Linked DNA regions of Mus musculus: all the other regions are linked to region 3. A link is a contact called in public HiChIP or PLAC-seq data. All regions are on one chromosome and are shown on one strand. Each heading gives the region's core, a stretch centred on a gene start, on an enhancer-like site or on the middle of the called end of the contact. The rest is flanking DNA. Distances are from core to core; before and after follow the strand shown. Region 1 overlaps Tom1l2 (target of myb1-like 2 (chicken)). Region 2 overlaps Rai1 (retinoic acid induced 1). Region 3 holds the start of Srebf1 (sterol regulatory element binding transcription factor 1).

Region 1 (4,094 bases), core at 683-3,182, 53 kb before region 3:
AGGGGAGGCATTCTGTCTCAATAACTGACTTTAGAGGAAATCCTTTCTGGCTCAGTATAAGATTGTGTATGGCTTTATCACATATACAGCCTTTATTTTGTTGACTATGATCCCTCTATTCCTTATTTATTCAGGGCTTTTTCATGACAAGATGTTGAATTCTGTCAAAGACTTTTTTTTTTCATCTATTGAGACAATCATGTGATTTTTATACTTGATTCTATTTATTCTTATGCATATGTCTTTTGAGTTTGGTTCATAAAAAATGAACAAAAAGTTTTTTATTCTCTTTTTGCAGCTGCATAAAGGTCATGATGTAATTATCCCTGTTTCCTCTTGTAGACATTCTCCTCCCCCCAAGTCTTTCACATTTACAGACGTGCTACAGTGAACAACCTTGATCCTACACTAGTTGACATTGGGCTAGTGCCCCATGAAGCTTGTGAGGATCATAGTTTATCTGTCCTTTTGCCAGGCCAAAGGATGCCATCCGGGCTCTAAAGAAGCGGCTTAGTGGGAACCGAAACTACAGAGAAGTGATGTTGGCCCTGACGGTGAGTATTGTTTCTGGGAGGGGAAGCCTAGGACACCTATACACAAAAATTACTCTCCCAGGGAGCCATGCTGCCCACTCAAATGGGCCACCAGCATGTAGCCTGTGCTGTCATGGCTCAGCAGCAGCTTCCAGGGTCCCCTGCCCTAAATGGGTCGGTGTATACCAGGAGAACATAAGATGTGGATGACATTGTTGAACCCCGCAGCAGTGGGTTGGAGCTCAGGATTGGAAGATCTAGAGGCCAGGACAGATCTTGTGCCTGCTTCCAGCCTATCTGAGATGCTGGGAGTCAGTTTCCTGTTTATACAGGTGTTCACCTTTATCTGTCCCGTGCCTTCCCAGGATGGAGGTTTTCAGATGTTGCGATGGTTACAGCCACCTTCTAAAGTTGGCTGATTGCTCTGCTTTCGGGCTCTGAGAGGCCTTGGAGTTTTACCTTCACAGCTAGGGAAGTATCAGGCTGTGTTATACCACCATAGAATGGTCTTTTGTTTGAGATGAAAATGAAAATAATACAAAGGTTCCTGAAAAAGTCAGCCAAATGACTCCTTTCAGGGCAAATAGATAAGAATTGTGCCCTTCCTTAAGACATTGAGAACTAAAAAGGGTATTTCAGGTGCTATTTCTGACTTAAAAGCTAACAGTTTTTCAGATGCCATAAAATCTGGGCCACAGTGGCTTTTTAATAGAAACTGTAACAAGTCACCATGTCAGCTTCTGCAGGTGGGGAAAAGTGGGTTATTTATCTCAAAATGCCGCAGCATGTTTTCCTGTAAAGCAGAGGAGCTGCTGTGATCTCCCTGCCCCCGCCCCAGTACAGTCCAAACTTAATAGGAGAGCACTCTAACTCAGGAGCTTGGGATTTGCACAGCAGAGGAGAAAAGTCAGTTGAGAAATAAGTGAAAGCTTTCTTTTTTTTTTTTTTTTTTTTTTTACTTCAACATTGGTAGAGCCCAGGGTGAAGTGTGAATCCTCAAGTGTAGTGACCTGCATCACTGGGGAGCCAGCTCTGACATTTGTTCCTCTATATACCAGCTTCATGCATTTCCCTGCCTCCCTACAGCATCCCTTGGCAGCCTTCTTTTGATCTTCACCATGGCTGAGGCTTTTCTGCAAACCTTGGGACGCCTGTGGACATGCAGACCTGTTGTCCTTGCAGCTAGCTCCCTGCCTGGCACAGTTGGCATGGTCTAGATCTGCCACGATGACCTCACTTATTAGTTTCTGTCAGCCCTGTTCCTTCCTGGTGGCCTTTCCCAGCTGCACATCTGTCCCTGCCTAGGCTGTTAGTATTTATCCAGTGGAGCTAGAGGTCCTGAGGGCCTCTCTGCCTGTGCCTTCACATGTGTGTTCCTAACATCTGCTTCTCGTTGCCTAGAGGCCCCCTTTGTTTATTCCATGGGTTTTGGCTGAATCTCAGAAAGTTGCCACTGTGCTGCATTCCCTAAAACCCACAAAGTCAGGTTTGCCAAGATCCTTTTTGAAAGGGCGGCCTAAAGTGGCTTTGATAGAGAAGACTTCCTGTGCCTCCTACATACAGAAGCTTTGGGCTGCTGCACGCACATATGCACTGGGTATTTTCCAAGGCCAGGATGTGACACACTGACCTTAAAGTCTGCTGTGCAGGAAAACTGAAGGAAAGAATAGCATCCTGTCCATGGTCTCCCTAGAAATAGAAGCAGAGCCGGGGGTTGACCCCAGTCTACTCCCCTGTTTTTAGTTATTTTCACTCAGGCTTCCTGAGCCTCCTACCATGCTGAGCCTCACCTGACCCTCAGGAAAGAAGGGCTCAGCAGCTCAGCAGCAATCGTCAGAGTCTAGAGAGTAAGTAGAGAATCCTAGAGGAAAGGGTACCTGCAACATGCTGAGAACAGAAAGAACGTCTCTGGTTCCTCTTGGAAGCATCGTGGGTCCCTGAGAGTGAGAACTTTTATCTCAGGGTCACCCAGAATCAGATACAGAGATTTAAAAAAGGGAGTTCTCTGGGCTGGAGATGATTCAGTGGTTAGAGCACTGTTCTTCCCGGGTCCTGAGTTCAATTCCCATATACATCAATTAAATAATTCTCAAATAACTCATATACATCAATTAAATAGTTCTTAAATAACTCATATACATAAATTAAATAATTTTTTAAAAAAATATTTTTATTTATTTAATGTATGTAAGTACACTGTAGCTATCTTCTGATACCCCAGAAGAGGGCATCAGATCTCATTACAGATGGTTGTGAGCCACCATGTGGTTGCTGGGAATTGAACCCGGGACTTTAAAAGGAACAGCCAGTGCTTTTAACCGCTGAGCCATCTCTCTAGCCCCAAATTAAATAATTCTTAAGAATAAATAAATAGGGCTGGAGAGATGGCTCAGCGGTTAAGAGCACCGACTGCTCTTCCGAAGGTCCTGAGTCCTCTTCTGGTGCATCTGAAGACAGCTACAGTGTACTTAGATATAATAATAAATAAATCTTTAAAAATAAATAAATAGAAGGAAAATTCCCCTTAGCTGAATAAAATTTATGATTATGGACCTGGAGAGATGGCTCAGTAGTTAAGAGCACTGGCTGCTCTTGGAGAGGACCTGGATTTGGTTCCCAGCACAATTGCAGAGAATCCAGTGCCTCCTTCTGGCCTTCACAAGCACTGTACACACTTGGTGCACAGGCACACGTGCAGGCAGAATACCCAGACACACGGAATAAAAGTAAATAAACCCCTTTCAAAATATACTGCAGTTACGCAGAGTCCCCAAAGACAATGTTTACAACACTTCCTCAGTGCACCAAGGACCATGTGCAGTCTCCAGAAGTACAGCGAAAGAAAGGAGGAAGGGTGGTGTGGGGGATTTCAGAGCTGCTGGGTCTCCCAGGGGAAGTCTCGTGACACTGCCGAGCATCAGCGCAATGCCTTCCTTGAGACCTAGCTCAAAGAACAAGAGAAGGGACAAATAATCTGTGACACAGTCGTTGTTCTAAGACCTCCCAGCTGATGCGGCTGCTTGGAAGAGAGCTCCGAAAGGGATGACCTGGTCCTCAGGTGGGTCAGGAGCTCAGGGCTCCTGAGACAATGAATCAGAGTTCCTGACCCAGGCTGGGGAAGTAATTTAGTGGTAGAGTGCTTGCCTACCATGCACAAGGGATGGGGTCAATCCGTAGCTCTGTGAGAGAAGGACAATCTATCCTTCTCTGTTTCAGTTTTTCCTTCCTGGGCCTTTTAGCTTTGAAAAATAAGGTACCAAGGTATATTTGAAGGATAGTATGAGAATAGCAGCTATGAGAACAGAATGAAATTATATGTAATATGGAGGGATCTCACTGTACCTGGTATGTAGCTGCCATCCAATCTATGTCATAAGTGTAACCTTTTCTCTCTGTACATTGTCAAGGCAAAAGCCTGAGGCAGGAACCACCTAGGGTTCCTTCATAAGCTACTTATGGTCACACAGGAACAATGAGGCGGTTAGAGCTGTCCTCTGCCGATGTCACTATTCTCGTATGGGTTATTTGTTAGCAGGCCCTCAAGGGGTGGCTTGGGAAAGG
Region 2 (4,010 bases), core at 353-2,852, 59 kb after region 3:
ACAGTTTGCCAAAAGCTGTGTTACTCAGAATACCATTCCTGTCTTAAAACAAACATCTTGCCCCATCCTGGCCATGACCCAGTGTGACCTGGCATTAGATGAGAGGGAAGGCCACCAGCAAGCCCATTTTCCTAGGATTTCCATTTGCTAAAATCTCTGCAGTTACCACCTATTTTATTTGTTACTATATAACACTGACCCCATAGCTTCATGGAGGTCCTGTTTTTTGTTTTGGTTTGGTTTGGTTCTGCTGGGGGGTAGGGGGGGATTGTATGTAGAGGCCAGAGGTTGGTGTCAGACATCTGTCTCAATTACTCTCAACCTAAAGTTTTGAGACTGAACTCAGCTCACTGATTCGGCTAGGCTGCCTGAACAGAGCACTCTGGGGATCCAAATGTCTCTACCTCCTCAGCACTGAGATCACACGTTTCCACCACCTTGCCAGCTTGTCATGGTAAGCACTTTACTCCGTGCTATTTCCCAAGCCCCTGTCCTGGTTTCTGACAGGTCCTCCTTGGTTGGTCATTCTGCTCCAGGAAAGACCCACATGGTCCAGGCCTTTATCAGAACTAAACCAAGGCTGCACTGCTCTACCCAACACGGGCTGGGCATGTAGCAAGGGCCTGCCTAAGCTTTTGCAGACCCTTCTCTCCTCATCTGTGCAATGAAAGTAACAAGCAAGTACAATGTCCCGGCAGCTCCCCTCCCACAGCTCCCAGGGCTACCTAACAAACACCACTGCTTTACATTCTAAGTTCTAACAGCCTCTCCTGCTTTCTCTTCTAGCTCCTTCTTCAATAGATCCATCTGCAACAAATGTTGGGCTAATGCTTGCTGCGGAACCTGAGCATATGCCAGTTATGTTGAAAACCCACAGATCCTATTCATCCTTTCAAACCCTGGGCAGCCACTCTCCACCCCATCCTTTTCTGCCTGTCCCTCTTCCCTGAGTGGGTTCCTGGTACACACATTGATTCTTGTACTCCACTGCAATTAGAGCTTGACACCACTGTCTCCTACCAAACCAGATTCGACAGGGACTAGGCCTTTTGTCTTTGTTTTAAATCCCTGGTGCTTAGATACCGCCTGCAGACAAACAGTCACTCAGGAAAGTCTGGCTGACAGGTGGGTGAGTCTGTAAACAACATCTGCACAACCCTTAGCATCTCTGAAGCCTTTTCCTGTCTTCCCTCTCAGACCCTATCCCTACCCCCAGGCATGGCCTCAGAAAGCCTCAGGGGCCTTTTCTCTGGCCTGGAGCTGGGGTCTGTGAGGATCTTGCAGCAGAGATCAGCAAAAGCAGCTGGGACCCTCTTTCAGCAGGACATCAGCTGTTTCCTTAGCTAAGAGATCCTTCCTTCCCCACCAGCAGCTGGAGAGGCTAGCAGGTGCTCAGGTGGCCAACAAGTATGGCCCAGAAACTGGCTGGCCCAGCCATCCGCCCGGAGCCTCCAGGATTTGGTGGTTGAGTGCAGCTCTACCCGTGAGTCTTGGTAACAGTTGCTATGTAAAATGCTCGAAGGGGGAATTTACTGTCAGCGTTAATAATAGATGAAGGTTTCAGAATTTTTGATGCCTTACGTTCTAAGCCGTTTGATTTATAATGTCTCTGGAAAGAAAGAGATGAGGGCACAGTGAAGGAGGAGGCTTAGGAAGGAGTCAGGAGCTCATTCCTCTCCCAACGATGGCATCCATCAGAGGCCCTGGGAGGGAAAGCCCTGGGGCCATGCACCTCCAAGGACACTAAAACTTGAGGAAGCTTGCACCAGACCTCACACAATGTTGGACCATGAGAAGGGAATCTGAGTCCTGACCCCTCCTGCCGGCACCTGGGGTTGTTTTGGTGGATTGTTGCCTCTCTTCTGAGCACAAGCAGGTGTATCTCAAGTAGGCTCCGGAAGCAGCACTTAAGGGTGCCCACAGCAGGGGCCTTGCAGGGCTGATTACAGGCTCCATGGAGCCAACTTGCAAGTCCAACTTCCCCTGCTTAGCTACAAGTGGCAGAGGCTGCTGCTGGAGACATCTTCATGTTGGCCAGGGAGTCTGCTGCAAAAGGACTCTGCTTGAAGTCCCACTGCCTGGAAAAGCCTCAGAGACCAAGGGGTTACAGATGAGAGGAGCATGGGCAGGCCCTGCACTTCCTGACAGCAGCGGATAGGTCAAGGCTGAGGCACTGTAGCCAGGCTGCTTTGCTGGCAGACACCCAGTGCTATGCTGGCTTCAGGTGCTCTCACACCCTTCACACCTGCCTGTACAGGTGGGAACAGTTCCCACCTAGACTGAGCCTTCTCTGTGCCTGACAAGGCAGAGCTAGCCTAGGCCATGACCCACACTCCTCCAACTGTCCCCACCTGAAAAAACAGGCAGCACCTGGCCCTGCATCTCAGTCCAGAGCAATCTGCCCCAGGTTCCCTTGGTCCTCAGCAAGATGGGGACAGTCCTTTTGAGCCTAATGGACAGGGTGAATGGCACAATTTGTAGGACTGTTCTTCACTGGTGTACACATAATTCTCATAACTTCATCAGTGTCACAGCCTGAGCTGTTATAAAAAAGGAGAAGGGAAGATGATGGCCAGATGTATGCCACATGGTTTTGTACAAAACACTCCAGGGGCCAGCCATGCACAGAGGCCAGTGTACGACATGTACAACCACAGACTTCTTATCAGCGCGGCAGTCTGTCCACACACAGGTCTCCCCACCTTCCAACACCCAGCCCGGGTGTGGTGATTACCCGAAATCAAATGAAAAGTTGTGTACATGCACAAGCATATGTTTCTGCAGAAGATCAAGAACTTTTCTCCAATTTCCAAGTGTTCAAGAGTATCTCCAACTTAAATCTGGACCCAGAGCCCAGGAAAGATATGGTAAAGGGACCTGCTGGAGGCCGAAGACTCAAATGTGTCATTTTATTTTCCAAGTGGTTATTTTTATTCCAACCTGAGATGGGGTCTGGGGAGGTCGTTCAGTCAGCAAAGTTGTGAAAGCACGAAGACCAGAGTTAAATCTCCAGCATCCACAAGAGGAGCCAGGAGAGTTTATAGTCAGTCCTAGCTAGGACTGAAGAGGTGGAGACACAGTGCTGGCCCTACCCAATGAGGAGAGCCTGGTTCCCAGAGAGAACATGTCTCAAAACCTGAGGTAAGGCCAGGTGAGGTGGTGCGCTCCTTTAACCCAGCACTTGGAAGGCTGTCCCTGGAGGCAGCTGGGCAGCTGGCAAGAAGATCAACTCTGCTGACATGCAGACTCTGCTCTGTATCCAGCCTCTTTCTCAACAGGAATCTTGGGAGTTGGGTGCAGTAAATTAAAGGGACGGCCTGACAGGCACTGGAGGCTGCTGTGATATACATCCTAGTCTGGTTGACATCTTCTGGTCAAGAACTAAAAGCCCTAGCCTGGAGGTGTCTTTGTCACTGGGTACCTAACAGTAGAGGAAGGCAGAGGCCCCTGGGGTGTCATTCCCTCAGCTCATACTCAGCACTTAAGGGTGACCCACCATCACCGCTCCATGTACATCATGTTTGCATATGTTGTTTCTTTTCATATGGCAACCTTCCTTCCCTAACACATACAGGACCTGGGTTCCATCCCCAGAACCATTTAAAAAACATTTAAACTCCCCAAACTTCTTAGAGCAGTGCCATCTTCAGGAAGTCTTCCTTACACCCAGTGCCTCTGGACTGTGTCCACTTATTGGTTCCTCAGTTCTGTATGCAGCTCTTGGTGTGCTAAGACACTCCTCTACCAACCAGGCTCTGCTCTGCCTAGAGTAGGGGGTAGTACACAGTAGCTACCCCCTGCTGCCACTCTCAGGGCTGGGAACAGGTCCTCTAACTCCAGGAAGATTACTAGCCAGTTTCCATATAAGAGACAGGCACCCAGCCTGGACTTGGTGATATGGGTGGGTCCATGAGCCATCACTATGTCTTCTAGAAACCCTTAGAGGTACAGTGTGTTCACCCCAACTAAAGCTCCTCTCTGGGCTAGAGACCCTCCTGGCTTCCCCCATC
Region 3 (4,196 bases), core at 15-2,514:
GCTCCTCTGAGAAAGGAACAAAAATGTGTCCTGGTGAAGCCCAGGCACACCCTCCCTCCTTGCCCCAACTAACTCTATTGGTTGGGAGGTGAAAGCAGCCGAGGTATCTGCAGTCTGAGCAAGGCAGCTTCTGGGCGGCCTGGGGCCCTGACCCTCCCTGGTTGACTCGTAGGTTCTGCCGTTGCCTCCCAACTTGCATCACCTGTGGGCCAGAATGGTCTATTCAATCCACGCCGAAGAACCTCTCCTCCCTCCCTTGCTTTACCTGTTCCTAAGTCACAGGGCCCAGGGTTCACTTTTCAGTCTTTATTCAGGCACCTGGCCTGGCCCCAGGTCACATATGACCCAGTAGCTGGGCTCAGGTCCTCAGGACCTCTGTTACAGAATTCTTTCTTTTTTTTCTTTTTTCTTCTCTCTTCTCTTCTCTTCTCTTCTTTCTTTTTGGTATCTTGAGACAAGGTTTCTTTGTATTGCCCAGGCTGTCCTGAAACTCACTCTGTAGATCATGCTGGCTTCGAACTCAGAAACCTACCTGCTTCTGCCACCCAAGTGCTGGGATTAACAGAGTGTGCCACCATGCCTGGCTCACAGAATCCCTTCTTGACTTTGAGATTCACACTTTTTCTAGATCCTTTTGGAGACACAAGTCATTCTATAGGAGTAGTACGAGCCCACTGGCCCTTCAGGTCCTCTCTGCTCCAATGGTAGGACTGATAGGATTAAGACAAGATCAGAAGTTCCAGCCACCCCCTCCTCCTGCAGGTTCTGCCTGAGAACTCTTCTCCTCTGGAGGCCCACTTCTAGACTTCTAAGCTGAGAGGGTGGACAGGTCTTATGGGCCATGCTTCTCTAACCTCTCAGCTGGCTCATAGATAATTGGACCCTGGCTACAGATGAGGAAAACAGAGGCACATAGTGGAGGGGCCCCACTGCAGGCCTGTATCTGCTGTATTTTGGACCCAGGACTGTCTGGTTCTAAACAGCAAGACTAGGAAGTGAGTTTTCTGTTCTCTGCTCCCACCCTCATGCTGGGCCCCCCATCCCTGGCCCTTTAATCTAACGATGTCTGGGCTGGGTCTAGTCCTGTGGCTTCCATTCGGTCCCTCCCTTGGCCTGATACAGAAGAAGCCAAGGCCCAGTGCCTGTGCACCCGCAGGAGATTGCTAGAAACCAGGCTCGGGCAGGCAGTCTCAACCCGCTAGGCGAGCTGTCAGGATGCAGGCTGGTGGGCGGGGCTTGATGGGAAACCCCGCCCCTCCGCTCAGGTGGCTCCGCCCGCGGAACCCAGTTTCCGGGGAACTTTTCCTTAACGTGGGCCTAGTCCGAAGCCGGGTGGGCGCCGGCGCCATGGACGAGCTGGCCTTCGGTGAGGCGGCTCTGGAACAGACACTGGCCGAGATGTGCGAACTGGACACAGCGGTTTTGAACGACATCGAAGGTGCGTGTCCCGGGGCTCCGGCGCGGCCTGTGCAGGGTCGCACGTCCGGCGAGGGCGCTTGGCCGGGAACTTTGGCGCGTGCGCACTGCGCGATCTGGCGCCTGAGATCTAGGGTTGAGCTTTCCGGACCGCAGTGGGCTAGGTTTCTGGACACGCTGAGTATCCACTCAACTTCAAGCCTGGTCCTGTGTACAGTTCACAGGCCGACCCGGGGTTTCTCATTTCTTGAGTTCACCAAAATTCCCAAGAAAGTCCACGAACCGATATTTGCATTTACCTTGGCTTGCAAGCATCTGGCTACTTTGGATTGAGGTCAGGGAGGTCTCTTTGAGTGCACTAGAGCTAAGGAGCAGCCCCCTCACCGGAAAGGAAAGATACTTTTTAGGCGGAGGGGGAGGCAAAGGCCCTTTAGGCGGGACCTGAGTTTGAGGAATTGGAAATCTGATAGAAGAGAGAAGGTGCTCTCTAGAATATTTTTCAAATTTTGTGATTCTGGGGCAGTAACTCGGATTCTAGAACATATTAACAGGCTTTCTGCGCTGAGCCACACCCCAGGCCACTTAGATCCTTTAAAACATCACTTGAACTCGCTCAGTATGATTCATCTCCCATGTCAACAACAACTACCAATTGGGCGGAGGGAAGGAGTGGCGGCGGATCTGGAGAAGAAAAAAACCCCAGCAAGTCATTGTTACTATAAGATATGTATCCATGTTAGGTGGACTGTTCAACGATCTCTGGTGGCTGTTAGCAGTTTCAAAACATTATATTTCTCTTGCTCGTTTAAGGCTGCTCCACATCCTCCTCCACCCCAGATAATCATGACTGTGTGTCTACAACTACAATGGGGCCTGTGGGATTACAGTAGATTGTGCCCCCTGATGCTCTGTTGATAGACACCTAAGCTGTTTTTTATATCCAACACAGCCTTGGACTGCTGTGCCTACGTCCTCATCAGAGACCTAAATGTGCCATCAAAGCTTGGAGTTACTGCTAGTCACCTGCCGGGCAGTGGTGGCACATGCCTTTAATCCTAGCACTTAGGAGGTAGAGGCAGGTGGACCTCTGAGTTCGAGGCCAGCCAGGGCTACACAGAGAAACCCTGTCTGGGGGGGGGGGGGCGGAGAACAAAAACTGCTAGACACTTAAGAGGAATGAAAGTTTAGAGATATCTTGGCTGACCTGAGATCCAGGCATGGTTAGGAACAGTGAGAGGAGGGATGGGAGGAGGAGAGTACAGTGTTGAGTTGTTAGAAGTTCCCTCTTGGTGTTTGGGTGTCCATCCATCCCAACATGGATAGCCTACACTTATGGAGTACTTGGTGTTAGGTTGAGAATTGCATTGAATCCTTCCGACAGGCCCAGCTGGAAGACATACTTTTATCTTACAAGTAAGAGACCAAAAACAGAGGGTAAATGACATGTCCAAGTCTTGCAGCCACAGCAAGACAGAACTCAGACCCAGGCTGTTGGCTCAAGAGCCTGGACCTCTGGCTCCCAAGGCTGGACGAAGAGGTGAGATTGAGGCAGGGGCTGGGGAGCCATGTAGCTGTCTCCTTCAACCCAGAGCAGCATTGGACATAAGACTGGAAAGTGGCAAGGAGAGCCAGTCCCACTGGCCATCTCCAGCCTGCTTTTCTCACCCTCTGTCATATGACTCCTCTGTGAGCTTGCCACCTTTATATCTGAAGATGATGCTGTGCCCAGAGCATCAAGTCCTGCTCTGGCTGTGACCTCAGAGAAGATCCAGAGGAGCTGTCTTCTCCTTGCTCCTGGTGTCCGGTCACTGGAGGCTGGCAAAGGGAGCCTGTGATAGGGACCACTGTGCATTGAGGGCAGAGAAGGCAAATGGAGGTAGTGCTGCTCTGAGACTGGCTGGTCACTCTAGGAGCCCTGGGGAGCCCAAGGCCTGTGACAGCCAGCTCCCCAACAGTCTGTTGGCTCAAGGTGTATACATAGCTTAGGTCCAGCGTGGCTTACTAGGAAGCTCTCCTGGGTTCCAATTCCCCCTCTCTGTCCTGGTCTTACACTGTATCTGTTTATGTTCCAGTATTGTGTGACTCTCCCCAGGGAGAGGTGTCTACGAATCTGATAGGGCGCTGTTACAGAGTGAAGAAACGATTCCATTCAAGTTGAGCTTCATGAACCAATGAATGTATTGGTGTCTTAATCAGTGTTCTGTTGCTGTGAAGAGACAGTATGACTACAGCAACTCTTATAAAGGAAAGCTTTGAACTGGGGCTGGCTTACAATTTCAGAGGTTTAGGCCATTGTTACCATGACTGGAATGTGTGGCGGCACACAGGCAGACATGGTGCTGGAGAAGTGGCTGAGAGCTCTCCATCCAGATCCATAGGTGGAGAAAGGGAGACACTTAGCTTTCGAAGTCCTAGAGCCCAGTCTCAGTGACACATACACTTCTTCCAACCAAGCCACACCCCCAGTCCCTCTCAAGTAGCGCCACTTTCCAACGACCAATCATTCAGTGGGGTTGTGCAGACTCCCAAACAGCTGTGTCACTGCCAGGTCTTAACTCCAGCGTAGTGACAACCTTTGGAAAGTTGCATCTAGAGCCCTAACCCCACACACCCACCCAGGAATACACCTTCTGCCTCCTGTATACTCTGACCTCCCAAGGTTCCACGCAGCTGAGTGGCGAGGGGACACAGTGGTTAGAATCTCTGGTCAAAGGTTCTATAGCCCTCCCCCTCCTGCCAAGAGAAGCCGTTGCTATCTTTATAGACCTAGTTATCACTTA

What was found. HiChIP or PLAC-seq counts read pairs in DNA pulled down with a chosen protein or histone mark.
Region 1: a contact with region 3 is called in an H3K27ac HiChIP or PLAC-seq map of embryonic fibroblasts, with 12 read pairs. The contact joins the enhancer-like site here to the promoter of Srebf1 in region 3. A contact is called at or near these places in 8 of 39 promoter capture datasets (the 3T3-L1 cell line, 3T3-L1-derived adipocytes, the HPC-7 cell line and 4 more), 3 of 15 datasets of contacts at CTCF or cohesin (CD8 T cells, the NIH/3T3 cell line and pro-B cells), 7 of 484 Hi-C or Micro-C datasets (the NIH/3T3 cell line, cortical neurons, double positive thymocytes and 4 more), 19 of 115 datasets of contacts at active chromatin or transcription factors (the 230-238 cell line, CD8 T cells, the HPC-7 cell line and 14 more) and 3 of 9 other capture datasets (adipose tissue, liver and pancreatic islet).
Region 2: an H3K27ac HiChIP or PLAC-seq map of embryonic stem cells shows a contact between it and region 3, with 6 read pairs. The contact joins the enhancer-like site here to the promoter of Srebf1 in region 3. A contact is called at or near these places in 2 of 484 Hi-C or Micro-C datasets (both in embryonic stem cells), 5 of 115 datasets of contacts at active chromatin or transcription factors (the SCID.adh cell line, double positive thymocytes, embryonic stem cells and 2 more) and 3 of 9 other capture datasets (adipose tissue, liver and pancreatic islet).

What each region holds. Positions count from the first base shown.
Region 1 is chr11:60,271,384-60,275,477 of GRCm38.p6, reverse strand. Tom1l2 (target of myb1-like 2 (chicken)) reads left to right here. Exons shown (of 15, transcript NM_153080.3): 3 at 476-554. Among named protein-coding and RNA genes, the nearest start is that of Gm38501, 15 kb to the right of the region's middle. Within about 2 kb of position 1,932, at least 78 of the 459 cell types and tissues checked have an H3K27ac peak or open chromatin away from gene starts, as enhancers often do. A contact at or near this core is called in double positive thymocytes, embryonic fibroblasts, neural progenitor cells and 3 more, where this site is marked.
Region 2 is chr11:60,158,818-60,162,827 of GRCm38.p6, reverse strand. All of the region lies in intron 2 of Rai1 (retinoic acid induced 1), which reads right to left. Among named protein-coding and RNA genes, the nearest start is that of Mir6921, 40 kb to the left of the region's middle. Within about 2 kb of position 1,602, at least 28 of the 459 cell types and tissues checked have an H3K27ac peak or open chromatin away from gene starts, as enhancers often do. A contact at or near this core is called in double positive thymocytes, embryonic stem cells and pancreatic islet, where this site is marked.
Region 3 is chr11:60,217,695-60,221,890 of GRCm38.p6, reverse strand. Srebf1 (sterol regulatory element binding transcription factor 1) reads left to right here and starts at 1,264. Exons shown (of 19, transcript NM_011480.4): 1 at 1,264-1,438. The coding sequence starts at 1,348.